Linked DNA regions of Canis lupus: region 2 is linked to region 1. A link is a contact called in public Hi-C data. All regions are on one chromosome and are shown on one strand. The core of a region is the stretch at or near the end of the contact, and the rest is flanking DNA. Distances in the headings are between cores, read along the strand shown.

What was found. Hi-C and Micro-C count contacts between places; a contact is called where the count stands out from the background.
Region 2: a contact with region 1 is called in a Hi-C map of blood, with 4 times the contacts expected there. The contact joins the promoter of CALM2 here to the enhancer-like site in region 1. A contact is called at or near these places in 3 of 9 Hi-C or Micro-C datasets (amygdala, blood and skin fibroblasts).

Annotation. Positions count from the first base shown.
Region 1 is chr10:50,211,638-50,217,332 of UU_Cfam_GSD_1.0, reverse strand. It overlaps TTC7A (tetratricopeptide repeat protein 7A), which reads right to left. Exons shown (of 21, transcript XM_038551218.1): 4 at 5,376-5,506; 5 at 2,442-2,557. Among named protein-coding and RNA genes, the nearest start is that of TTC7A, 61 kb to the right of the region's middle. Within about 2 kb of position 2,647, at least 2 of the 20 cell types and tissues checked have an H3K27ac peak or open chromatin away from gene starts, as enhancers often do. A contact at or near this core is called in blood, where this site is marked.
Region 2 is chr10:50,363,628-50,369,322 of UU_Cfam_GSD_1.0, reverse strand. It overlaps CALM2 (calmodulin-2), which reads left to right and starts at 3,171. Exons shown (of 6, transcript XM_038551229.1): 1 at 3,171-3,301. The coding sequence starts at 3,299. LOC102155086 (a long non-coding RNA gene) reads right to left here and starts at 2,870. Exons shown (of 8, transcript XR_005365900.1): 1 at 2,549-2,870; 2 at 1,751-1,976; 3 at 1,191-1,289.

The DNA.
Region 1 (5,695 bases), core at 1,398-3,897:
GCACTTTAGGAAAAGAGGACGAAGGGTGGAGAGCAGAGCGACAGGAATGGAACAGTAACTGGAATTACTTGGGCTGTCCTGGAGGGATGAGCGTTGGTTACTGCTCTGTCCACTGCTGGCCGCACCACCACCATCCCACCACACACACACACACACACAGCCAGAGTGTGCGGAACACGGACAAGGAGGAAGAGGCCTGCTCAGGGACGGGTGGGACCAGCTTCAGGAAGAGGAGCCACCCACTGAGAATGGTGACTCAGTATCCCAGAGAGAGTCCTGAGTCAGCAAAGCGAGGATCAGCCCAACCACCACCAGGCCCTGCTTTCTCCCACACCCCTCCAAGCTGGAAGCTACATGGGTTTTGAGGCTACTCAGATCTGAAGCCAGAATCCCAGTGGGTGAGGTTGGGCAAGTTACTCAACCTTGCTGAGGCTCTGCCCCCTGTCGAGTGACCTGGGGTCACCTGACTCCCTTCACAGGACACTGTACGCTGAGCACATGGTCCAGCCCAGCACACAGCAGGTGCTGGATCACCGCCGGCACTCTCCCGCCTTCCCTCCTGGCTGTCCTTGATGGTCACCTGAACCCAGTCACAAGTGCAGCAAGTGCGGTGTGGGCAAGGGGAACGGGCAGCCCTGAGGGGACTGCAGCAGAGAGGGGGTTCATTGCAACACTCCCTGTGCTCTGAACTCAGTACTCAAGGTGCTTTTCAGTCCTGCCTCTCCTTGGACCCTCACCCATCTAGATGCAGGACAAACAGAAGCCCCCGGTTGGAGGAAGGAAGTGGAGCTGGGGGGAAAGGGGGTGGAAGAGGAACTCGCCTGGGGTTGCTAGGTAGCCTCCCACTCCTGGGCCCCACTTTGGCGACTTCCAGATGGCCAGGGTACCCCACCTCCAACTCTTCAAACCGGAAGCTGAGGCCACATCTACCAAGCTGAGCACACTCAAAGCACACATGCGTGCGAGGCGGGAGCACCTGGGGGCAGCGGCAGGGTCTCATTACTCCTGCTGCAGGCAGGGGAGCCCAACGGGAAGGAGCACCAGCTGGGTCCTGCATTCATCATCCTGGCTCTGCCCAGGGCAGGTCATTTATGTTCTCTGTGCCTCCACCGCCCCCCACATAATGGGGATGCAACAACAGCCCTACCACAGGGCTGCCAGGAGGACCAAATACACATGAAGCAAAGCACTTAGCAAGTACCTCACACAGACTCGGCACGTATGCAGACAAACACAAGAATGAAGGGGACACTGGAATCACAAAGAGGTGCAGACGAGCACCTCCACCCTTTGTGCCTACAGGAGGCCTTGGGAGGGAGGGCCTCTTAAACACAGCAGGCGTCAGCACACTTTTCTATAAAGGGTCAGAGAGTAAATATTTTAGGATTTGCTATTTACTCCACTCCGGGTGAGAGACAATAGGTAAACAGTAGGTATGGCTATGTTCCAATAAAACTTTATTTGCAAAAACAGGCAGCAGCAGACCCATACTGCGAAGGTTCAGCTGAGGGGCCATCTCTCCACACCCCTCATTCATCCTGCAGACCGAAGGGGGTCCCAGGGGTGGGGGCAGAGCCAGGGCAGGGGCTGCCTGCAGCTAGGGAGAAGTGGCCAGGTGGCAGCTGCCTGGGCAGCAAAAACAGGAACTGGCCCACCGGGCCACTGTGTCTACGAAACTGAAGCTCAGCAACCATAAAAGGAAAGAAAAGCCCAGATGGTAGAGGTAGAACAGAGGCAGCATGCTTCCCAGGGTCCCTGTGATGTCCTTCAGCCCGTACCCTGCCAGCCACAGGGTGGTCTGAGGAGCCCAGGGTCTGGGCTAGCTCCATCCTTGGGGGCCAAGCCGCCTTGGCTCTCTGGGCCTCCCGGTCTGCATGTCCCAAATGGCGACACACCGCCTCCCTGGCCTGGCACTAGGAAAATTTAAAGAACAGAAACAAAAGGTATGAAGTTCAGGCTTGGGCCATCAGCCTACCCAGCTGGGGCCTGCCACAAAAATAATACAAATAAATGATAATAATAATACCTCTGGTTTTCTAAGCAGCTGGGATGGGTCAAGAGCTCTGGCAGGTATTCTCACCTGAGAGCAGAGTGACAGCCTGCCTCCTGGTGGGAACCCTTCCACCCTGTTTTTACCATTCAGAAGACAGGGACTTGAGCAGTATCCCCTTGTCTAATACTGAGGGTACAGTGGAGAGAGAGGAGGAGAATGCAGGCCTCCTGGAGGCCAGGGGTCCACAACTGCCCTCCTCCCCAGGTGTGTGCCTCTGCACAGCTCAGCCTGACAAGATGGGAACACACCAGCCCCCACCGATCCTCTCAAGAGCGCACACACGTACACACACCCAGATCAGAGAGGCCAGACTTAACGCGACCAGCATCAGGAGCACCCACAACCCAGAAAGAAACATCCAGGGCCCACTCAGCTGCAAGCGACCTACCCCTTCTTCAGGTTTGTCACATAAGCACTCTGGAGGGCAGCTTCCAGGAAGTAGGTGAGCTCGTAGTCAACCGGGTGAGAGCCTTTCAGATGCCGTGATGTGGTGTTATTTGTGATCTGGGAAGGGGAACACAGAGAGAGCCATGTCTCAGAACTCTGAGTCAGAGGGGTTGGGGCGAGAGTCAGCCCTGGCGGATACAGCAGCCCCATCACTAGCCCACATCCCGAGCCGCCGCAGAGTAGTACGTGGTGCCATTCTCAGACTGAACCCCACCTCACTTGCTTTTGTTTTAAAGACGGCTAAATCATGCGCTTCTCATTCAAATGCTGGATGCCCACGATGGCATGCAAAGCTGATTTTGTCTGCATTTCACAGATGTGGAAACTGAGGCTCAGAATGTGCCTAAGGTCACAAAGCTGACATGCACCTAGGTCTCAAAATTCAGTCTGGCCAGTTACAGGCTCAGGCTGTTTCTACTACTTCTTGGTTCACTCATTCAAAAAACACTCAAGTGCCTACGATATACCAGGTACTGTCCCTGTCATATAACCATGGAATGTCAGGACAGCCCAACAGCTAAGACCTCAGATTCTAGGAAAACCTGAGGAACAATTGTGTTATTAACAGAGGTGGCCTCAAGCCTCAGCTCTAAGGGGATCATCCAGCCCCACCGAGACAGGCCTGCCTTTCCTATGCCACCTCCCTTCCCTCACCCAAGAAACACATCAATGAGCCGTCCACCTTATCTTTCAGAAATTGAAGTAGATTTAAGAAAGGTTCTTAGTTCCTTGGAGCTTGGGGCTGGGTCTTAGGAGGGACACACAACATTTCTGAGCATGCACAGTGTTCTGTGGCCTGCCCTTCCCTGACCCGAGATAACCAGCTCCTGGGGCCCATTTGTCCCCCCAACTGCCACAGGGCACTGATTCCAGTCCTGCCCACCATTACAGCCCCTCACCGCAACCCCCTTTAAAAGTCGAAAGCCTAGGGGATCCCTGGGTGGCTCAGCAGTTTAGTGCCTGCCTTCGGTCCAGGGTGTGATCCTGGGGTCCAGGGATCGAGTCCCACATCGGGCTCCCTGCATGGAGCCTGCTTCTCCCTCTGCCTGTGTCTCTGCCTCTCTCTCTGTCTGTGTCTCTCATGAATAAATAAATAAAATATTTAAAAAAAAAGAAAAAGTCGAAAGCCTAGGCTTCTGGCTGAATGGGAGACTATCTTTCTCATGAAAGTTTCTCCAAACCACATGCAATTCCAATTGAATTGAAGAGCTCCAAAAATACTGCTGTCTAGCAGTGATCCACGTGACCTCAGCAGAGGTCACCTCAACCACGCCAAGTCTCTGAGTAGGTCTCTGCCAGGGAATGCACTCGAGTCCTGTTTTTGCTAAGTCTCTCAATCACCTCTCCTTTCCTCCTGAAATCTAAATCAAGCAGGAGGACTCTTGGGTAGTGACACTCACCAGGGATGTGATTTTACCCTCCAGGGACATTTGACACATCCGGAGACAGTTTTGGTTGTCACAACATTTTGGTTGAGAGGCAGGGAGCTGTCTGAAGAAGCCAGGGATGCTGCTGAACATTTTATTTTATTTTATTTTATTTTATTTTATTTTATTTTATTTTATTTTTTTTAATTTTTTTTTTTAAATTTTTATTTATTTATGATAGTCACAGAGGGAGAAAGAGAGAGAGGCAGAGACACAGGCAGAGGGAGAAGCAGGCTCCATGCACCGGAAGCCCGATGTGGGATTCGATCCCAGGTCTCCAGGATCGCGCCCTGGGCCAAAGGCAGGCGCCAAACCGCTGCGCCACCCAGGGATCCCCCTGCTGAACATTTTATAATACACAGGGCACCCCACACAGCAAAGAATGGTCTGACCCCAGTGTCCGTGCTGAGGCTAAGAAACCTCCCTCTGGGAGAACTGGCCTGGCCTGAGGATGACTCCTCTAGCAAGGCTGTCACAAGACAGGTGCTGGGGTGATCAGAGCCACATTCCCAGGGTTCCAATCCTGCCAACACTTGGACAGTGTCTGAACTCCAGGAAGCCACTGAACGCCTCCCCAAACCTGAGTTTCTCACTTAGGAAATAGGAGCAACGGGACCTATCTCAAGCCAGTGGGTGTGTGGGTTAAATTCGAGAATGACTGTCAAGTACTCAGAGTACTGCCTGACACAAAAGCAGGAACTCAGTAACCATGAGCAGTATCTTTGCTAAATATAGCTGTCTATCCTTCCCCCCCATCACGTCGGGAGCTCCCCAGATGGGAAGAATCGGGGTAACATCACGGGATACTGCTAACACCAGAACTGCTGTCCTGCAAACAGGTTCCCCAGGGGGCAGGGGGGAGAAGGGGAGACTCGAGGCCTTCCAGAGCCTGGCTGGCTGGCTTCTGCTGGCCTCTGAAAGGCTTGGACAGTGAGCCCCAAGGCCTGCCCTCCCCTAGGGGATCCAGTAGGGAGCTTCCCAGCCACCTGAGGGCGGGGAAGGGTGCCTAACTGCAAGGATCAGCCAACTGCACCTCTTCCAAAGGGACTGTGGTAAACAAATGGTTTCATCTCTCTAAACCTCACCTAGTAGATGGGGATAAATACAATACCTACGTCACAGAGAGTTGCAGTGAAGATTACACAGGTTTGATGGGTGCAGATAAGGCTGTCACACTTGCTCATCAGGATTGAGCTCACCAGGGAGGCTCTGAGCTCCCCAGTGCAGTCTCGTTTATTAAATCTATTTGCTGGAGGCGAAGGGTCTCATTCTGACAGACTAGATATACTGTGATGAGCTTTCCAACCACTGAGGCAGATTGATACTGGAGGGGTAGAGGGTGCCTTTTTCCAATATGCACAAGGGCGATCCACAGGCTTAGTGGGGGGCTGTTGTGACAGGTGCTCAATGGAGGCAGCTAGAAGCAGAGTGCCATATTCCCAGCTCACCTTCTCCAACTCCTGCAGGAACACCTGAGCGATCCAGGAGGCCCTCTCGAAGCAGGTGATCACTTCCTCCTCCCTCTCTGTCAGGCGGTGGCGGGAAGCGATGGAGTTGGGCAGGCGTTCCAGGGAGAGTCCTGCGGGAGGAAGACAGCATCTCAGACCTCCCTGCCCTGACCCCTAAGCCCCCGGCCCTGCCTATGGGCCTGGGGGTGGGCTCACCCGGGGAAACCCAGACTCAGGAGCAGCCAGTGGGGGTAAGGTCTGCGGTGGGGAAGGAGGAGGCTAAAGCGGTGGTATTGGCAGCGGCCGGGGTCAAGCTGCGG
Region 2 (5,695 bases), core at 1,922-4,421, 150 kb before region 1:
TGGGGTACTGTGTGAAGAGAGAATATTTTTAGTGACTGAGAGAAAAGATTGTTGATGGCTCTTCCATCAGAGGAGGAATCATAGATAAATTTCTGAGAAATACCTTGGAAAGACTTGGGAGCTACCAGAACACAGAGTAGTGGAACTATGGCCTTAGGGCTCTTGTCTCCAGCTTCGATTCTGAAGCAGAGGTACCTACAATTAAGTAATATTCTAAATGGTATTTCATTTGTGAGATAAAGCTAATTACCTCCCCTGACCCTGCCTCATTACAGTATTAAGTTAGTAAGGATAATAGAAGCATGAGGGTCCTGAGTTCTTCCCCTTCCCCCCTCCCCCTCCTCCTCTCCTCTCCCTCTCCTCTCCTCTCCTCTTCCTCTTCCTCCTCCTCTCCTCTCCTCTCCTTTCCTTTCCTTCTTTCTTTCTTTCCTAAGATTTTATTTATTTATTCATGAGAGACACAGAGAGAGAGGCAGAGGGAGAAGCAGGCTCCATGCAGGGAGACCAATGCAGGACCCAATCCCAGGACCCCAGGATCATGCACTGAGTCAAAGGCAAACACCCAACCACTGAGCCACCCAGGCATCCAGGGTCCTGAGTTTTCATTAAAGAGTCATTCAACTGAAAGGAAGGTCACAGTGCTGCCAATACTAATTGAAAGAGTACTCACTTTATGTCTGGTTTGCATGACTGAAAGAAAGAGGATCCATCCCTGGCCTAGTAAATACTTTCAATGGTATGAAGAAATGTCTAAATAGGCTAAAAGAGGTTAAATTCCACTGAAGCTTTCCAAGTATGTGCAGATAGCAGTTACAGAATGTCTTGGTCTTGATGGGCAACCTTCTCCTCAGCAGGCAAGATTTCACCTTGGCCTGCTAAAAATCCTGCTCGCTTACATTTCAAGGCTCCATAAGCCAATGCTTTTCACTGAGAAATTTTAAGGCTTACTGTAGCCTAAGATGATTCTTTCTGGACACTAGTTCTACCAACAACCTTCTTGAGGAACTGCAGTTTGAGCATTAAACCCTAGCTCCTTTCTAACTTCCCAGCAACCCTTGCCTGTGTTTGGCTGGCTCTAGTAATGCCTAAAATCACTGACAGCTCCTCCATCATGACATGCAATCGCATGTCTTTGGGCCTCTGCTCTGTTCTTCCTTCCACCTGGAATTTGCTTCTCTCTTCCTCCTTACCTTTTGCTTGTTTCCTAGGTCATTTATTGTATCAGATTCAGTTTAGGAGTGATCTTCTTTAGAAATCCTTCTGGAACTTCTGTGGCTTGTAAGCTCCCTCTATGGTAACAATTACATTATAGTCAACATCAAATTCATACAGTAGGTGTTCACAATCTGCTTGTTAAGTATTTCAAGTTATGCATACCCTTGCTTATTTGGGGTGGGACCAAAGAGCTAATTAAAAAAAATGCATATGTGTGATAAAGTACACATAAAACTGACCATCTTAGCCATTTTGAAGTGCACAGTTCAGTGATATTAAGCACATTCAAAATGTGTAAACATCTCCACCACCCACCCTCCTAAGTCTTTTCATCTGTAGATCTGAAACTCCATACCCTCTAAACAGTAACTCCCCATTCCCCCTGCTCCACCCTCTGGTAACCACTATCTTATCTAATAATCTACTGGAAAATCCCTGGTAAACTGCTGTCTCTGATTTTAATTACTCTAAGTACCCCACATAAATGGAATTCTACAATATCTTTATCTTTTTGTGACTAGTTTATGTCACTTACCACATGTCCTCAAGGTTCATCCATGTTGCAACACCCTGTAGAATTTCCTTTTTTGAGGCTGAATGATATTCTTAAGTATGTATATGCCACATTTTGCTCATCCATTTATCTACTGACGGACATTTGGGTTGCTTCCAAGTTTTAGCTATATCGAATAACACAGCCTTGAGAATAGGTGTATCAACATCTCTTCAAGATCTTGCTTTCAGTTCTTCTGGGTACATACCTAGAATTGGAATTATTGCATGATATGGCAATTGTCTTTTAATTTTTCACTTTCGTAGTGGTTGTACCATTTCACATTCCCACCAACAGCGCACACGGGCTCCAGTTCCAAGGAGCTGACTCTTAAACATGTCTTTTAAACGTCCACTTAAATCTGAGCGGTCAGAGACCCGAAAGGGCCAATTGATTACAGGGTCCCTCGCTTGTTGGGTACCTACCTTGAGCCAGATACTTGAACGTTTCACATTAACTCTAAAATTCCTATCATTTTAATCCTTACAAAAACCTTTTCAGAGAAGTATTATCACCTCCTCCATTTTATGAGGCTCGAGAGGACTCATCCAAGGTCACACATCTAAGAAAGTGGACCAACCAACACTTGCACCCAGGTCTGACTCCAACCGAGGACCCTGTTATATTCCACGACACCAAAAGGCTATCGGGGCGGGAACTGATCCCACGGGATCCCTGATGCCGTGGTTTCTGAGGGACTTTTCCGGGAAAGCACCCCTCGTAAGATAAGGAGAACCCTTTTGGATTAGGCTCGCAGCTAAGCAGCTGCATTTTCCTTACCTAGGTTTTTATAGGGTTTTGTGAGGGAGTAAAATTGAAAAATGTGTGGCCTCCACGAGGCGGGGAGGCTGGGCGCGGGGTACAGGTTTCCGGGGTCTTTCGGCGTCGTTCTCTCTCCGCCTGAGGTGTTTTCGCCTCCGCCTGTACCGGGGAGAGGCGGGAAAGCGTGTGTGTGTGAGTGTGGGAGGGCAGCATGGGTGGGGGAGAAAGGTTCTCCGGCCAGGCGCAGGGGAAGCGACTCTGCCGCCTGGCGCAGTTGCCAGGGCAGCGCGGCCCGAGCAGCAACGGCAGAAGCCGCACCGCGTCCCGGCGGCGGCTGCGAGCCCCGAGTGACGCATTGCAGGTACGAACCAGCCAATCAGAGGCCGACTCAACGATCCTCGGCCGCGAGCCGCCACCATGATGCTCCTCCGCGCCGCAAAGTAGCGCCCCGCGGGCGCGACTCCACCGGCCGGTACCCGGGCTCGCTGAGCAGTGAAACCCACTTACGTCATCCGCTCGCCCACTTCCCTTTCTCTTTTGCTTCGTCGAGTCCGTAACAGTGGAGACAGGAGTCCGAGCCGAGCTGGAGAGGAGGGGGCTTAGCCGGGACTCGTTTGCGCTGTTCCGTTATCTGGCGTGCGGCGGAGGGATCTGGCGGAGGGAGGTGTTTATGAGGCGCTGGGGGCGGAGGAGGAGAATTAGTCCGAGCGGGGCGAGCGAGCTGACTGGTTGTGTGGCCGCTTCTCGGAGACCGGTAGCGCTTGCAGCATGGTGAGTGCGCCGCTGAGCTGCCGGCGCTCGGCCTGAGGGGGGACGAGGCTGAAGGAAACTTGTCTGGGGGGGTACGTTGCTCCCCCCACCCCCTTCCGGAGTGGTCTTCGCCGGAAGGTTGGCGCGAAAGAGCCTGGGGGCGCCGCGGCGGCTGCGTCGCAGGTGCTCCCCATCGCCGTCCTCCTCCGGGAGGAGCGCTCTAGCGCTGTGGGGGCCGGGAGCGTTGCCCGCGAGGCGGCGGAGCTCCTCAGGGGCTCGGCGGGGTGAGGCGGAGGGCGGTTCCGGGCGGGGGGCGGCCCAGCACATGGTGCAGACGAGAGAGTGGAAGGGCGCGGGGAGCGGGCGGGCAGGCGCCTCGGGTCGGGCATCTCGGAAGGTCAGTGCCGGGGCCGGATTCAAAAGCCCAACGGACGGTTAGTGCTGGCGCCAGGAAGCGCCTTTGTCCGCTCGCGGCCGCCATGCGCCGAGGGGGCGGGAGGGAGCGCGAGGCCCGGGGCGAGCGCCAGCGCCGCCGTTAGCCCGCATCCCCCGCGTGCCGGGCGGGGGGCGGGGGGCGCGCGGGCGGGCGCGGCGCGCTGTGTGGGCCGAGCCCGCGCGGCGCGGGGAGCGGCCGGGGGGGGGGGGGGCGGGGCGGCGTGGCCGGGGCCGCCGCCCGCTCGGCTCGCGCCCCAGCTGCTGCGCTGGCACCTGCAGGGCTGCGGAGGGCGCGGCGGGGCCGGCCGGTTGGGGATGGGTGGGGGGGGAGGGCGGCCTGGCAGGTTCCCATCCCCCTTCCCCCCCCTCCCCCGCTCCGGGTGGCGAGAAGGAAGCTCGGTTGATCCTGAATCTTCCCCACTCCATCTGGGGCCTTTTCCTGCTCCCCGGGCTGGACATTGAACAACAAATTTATCTTAAGTGGCTCCGTCGTTGGTTGAAGGGAATGAGCTTTTTATACCTGAAGTCTGGCGCATCCTCTGCGCGTCTCGTTACAGCCCTCTGCTCCGGCTTGGGTCTGAAAGGCTCTCTAGTCGCTCACCGAAGGCAGGCTTCGGCGCGACTGGCTTTTATCCTCCCGTAAGCAGCGTCTGTATTCTATGGAGGACCCACGTGCACTCCTGATGTTAACCACAGCCTTGCCCCCGCTCCAGCTCCAGCTCCAGCTCCGTGGAAAAGGAGTCGTATTTCCGTATAGAAAATGCTAGACCACGGTTACATGCCGTCCAATGCATTTGCACAGTAGTGGCTGTCAAATACTGTAGTGAAGGAAGGGTGTACCGGGGGCAGGGGGAGCAGGGGATTTTTCAAAAGCATTTTCCTGTCATCAGTTGAGACCGGAACTCCTGGTTTTTTTTTCCTGCTTAAAAAAAAAAAAATCTAATGAGGGCGGTAATTTGCAATACCTATTTTGTGTTTCCGTCTGCCAAGTGGTTACAGCGATGGGTGTGTCTAGAAGGCAAGGTGACATCTTAAACAGGAGTTGGGAGTCCTTGCCAACTGAAACCTCCAGCTTGTATGGGTGTGGGGAGAGGAGTTCACCTTGGTTAAAACTAGTGTTCATTCAAGTTTGATGCATTCATTCTATTTTGATTTTTTAAATTATTTTTTCCTGACTTCAAACATACTGGTTGGATTTACTTTCAGATTACATTATAAGCATGGAATCAAGGTTCTAAATTGTGCAATAAGTTTTTAAAAATGTTTTTAAATGAACGGTAAAATTTTTACCTAATCAGTCTCATACTTGAATCAGGAACTCGAATAGATTTTCTGGGTGATGTATACAGTTTTTAATCTTGCTTTCATGGTCCTTGCCAGTGATAAGCTTTTCTAGTTACTGTTTACATCATTGGTGCTTTGGGGGTTTTGAGTTAGTTAGATTGACAGTCATTATTAAGTAAAATTAATTTGGAAGTTGTCTTAAAGCAACATAATAATTATAAGACCTGGAGAAGATTTAAAATTAGGGCTCTTATCAAGTTTAAAGAATAAGAATTTGTCTTGGGTTTACATGTAGTTGATATTGAAAGGGCTGGGGATTGCTTCAAGAAGACTTTGGGGCCTGCCTAATAAGTAGAAGACAGGAAGAGGTAGAAAGTTTTGTGCTTGTCTAAATAATGTTTATTGTGTCAAATTGTAAGGAGATCAGTTGGTGTTACACTCAAGTATGGCCCTGTTAAATACATAGAAAGTTCTAGATTTAGGTACAGCAATCGAATTAGGCCTTTAGTAAAGGTCCTAATTTCTCTGAAGTAATTTGTCTTCATGGTTTTTCTTGGTGTAAGATGCTATGTAGTAAGTGCTATTCTGTCAGAATTAGGGTATCTGTTAACTCTACTGAAATATTCTAAAGACTGCTTTTGATAAAGGTAAAACAATTACCCTGACTTCTGAAATTGTAGAAAAAATTTTACTTAA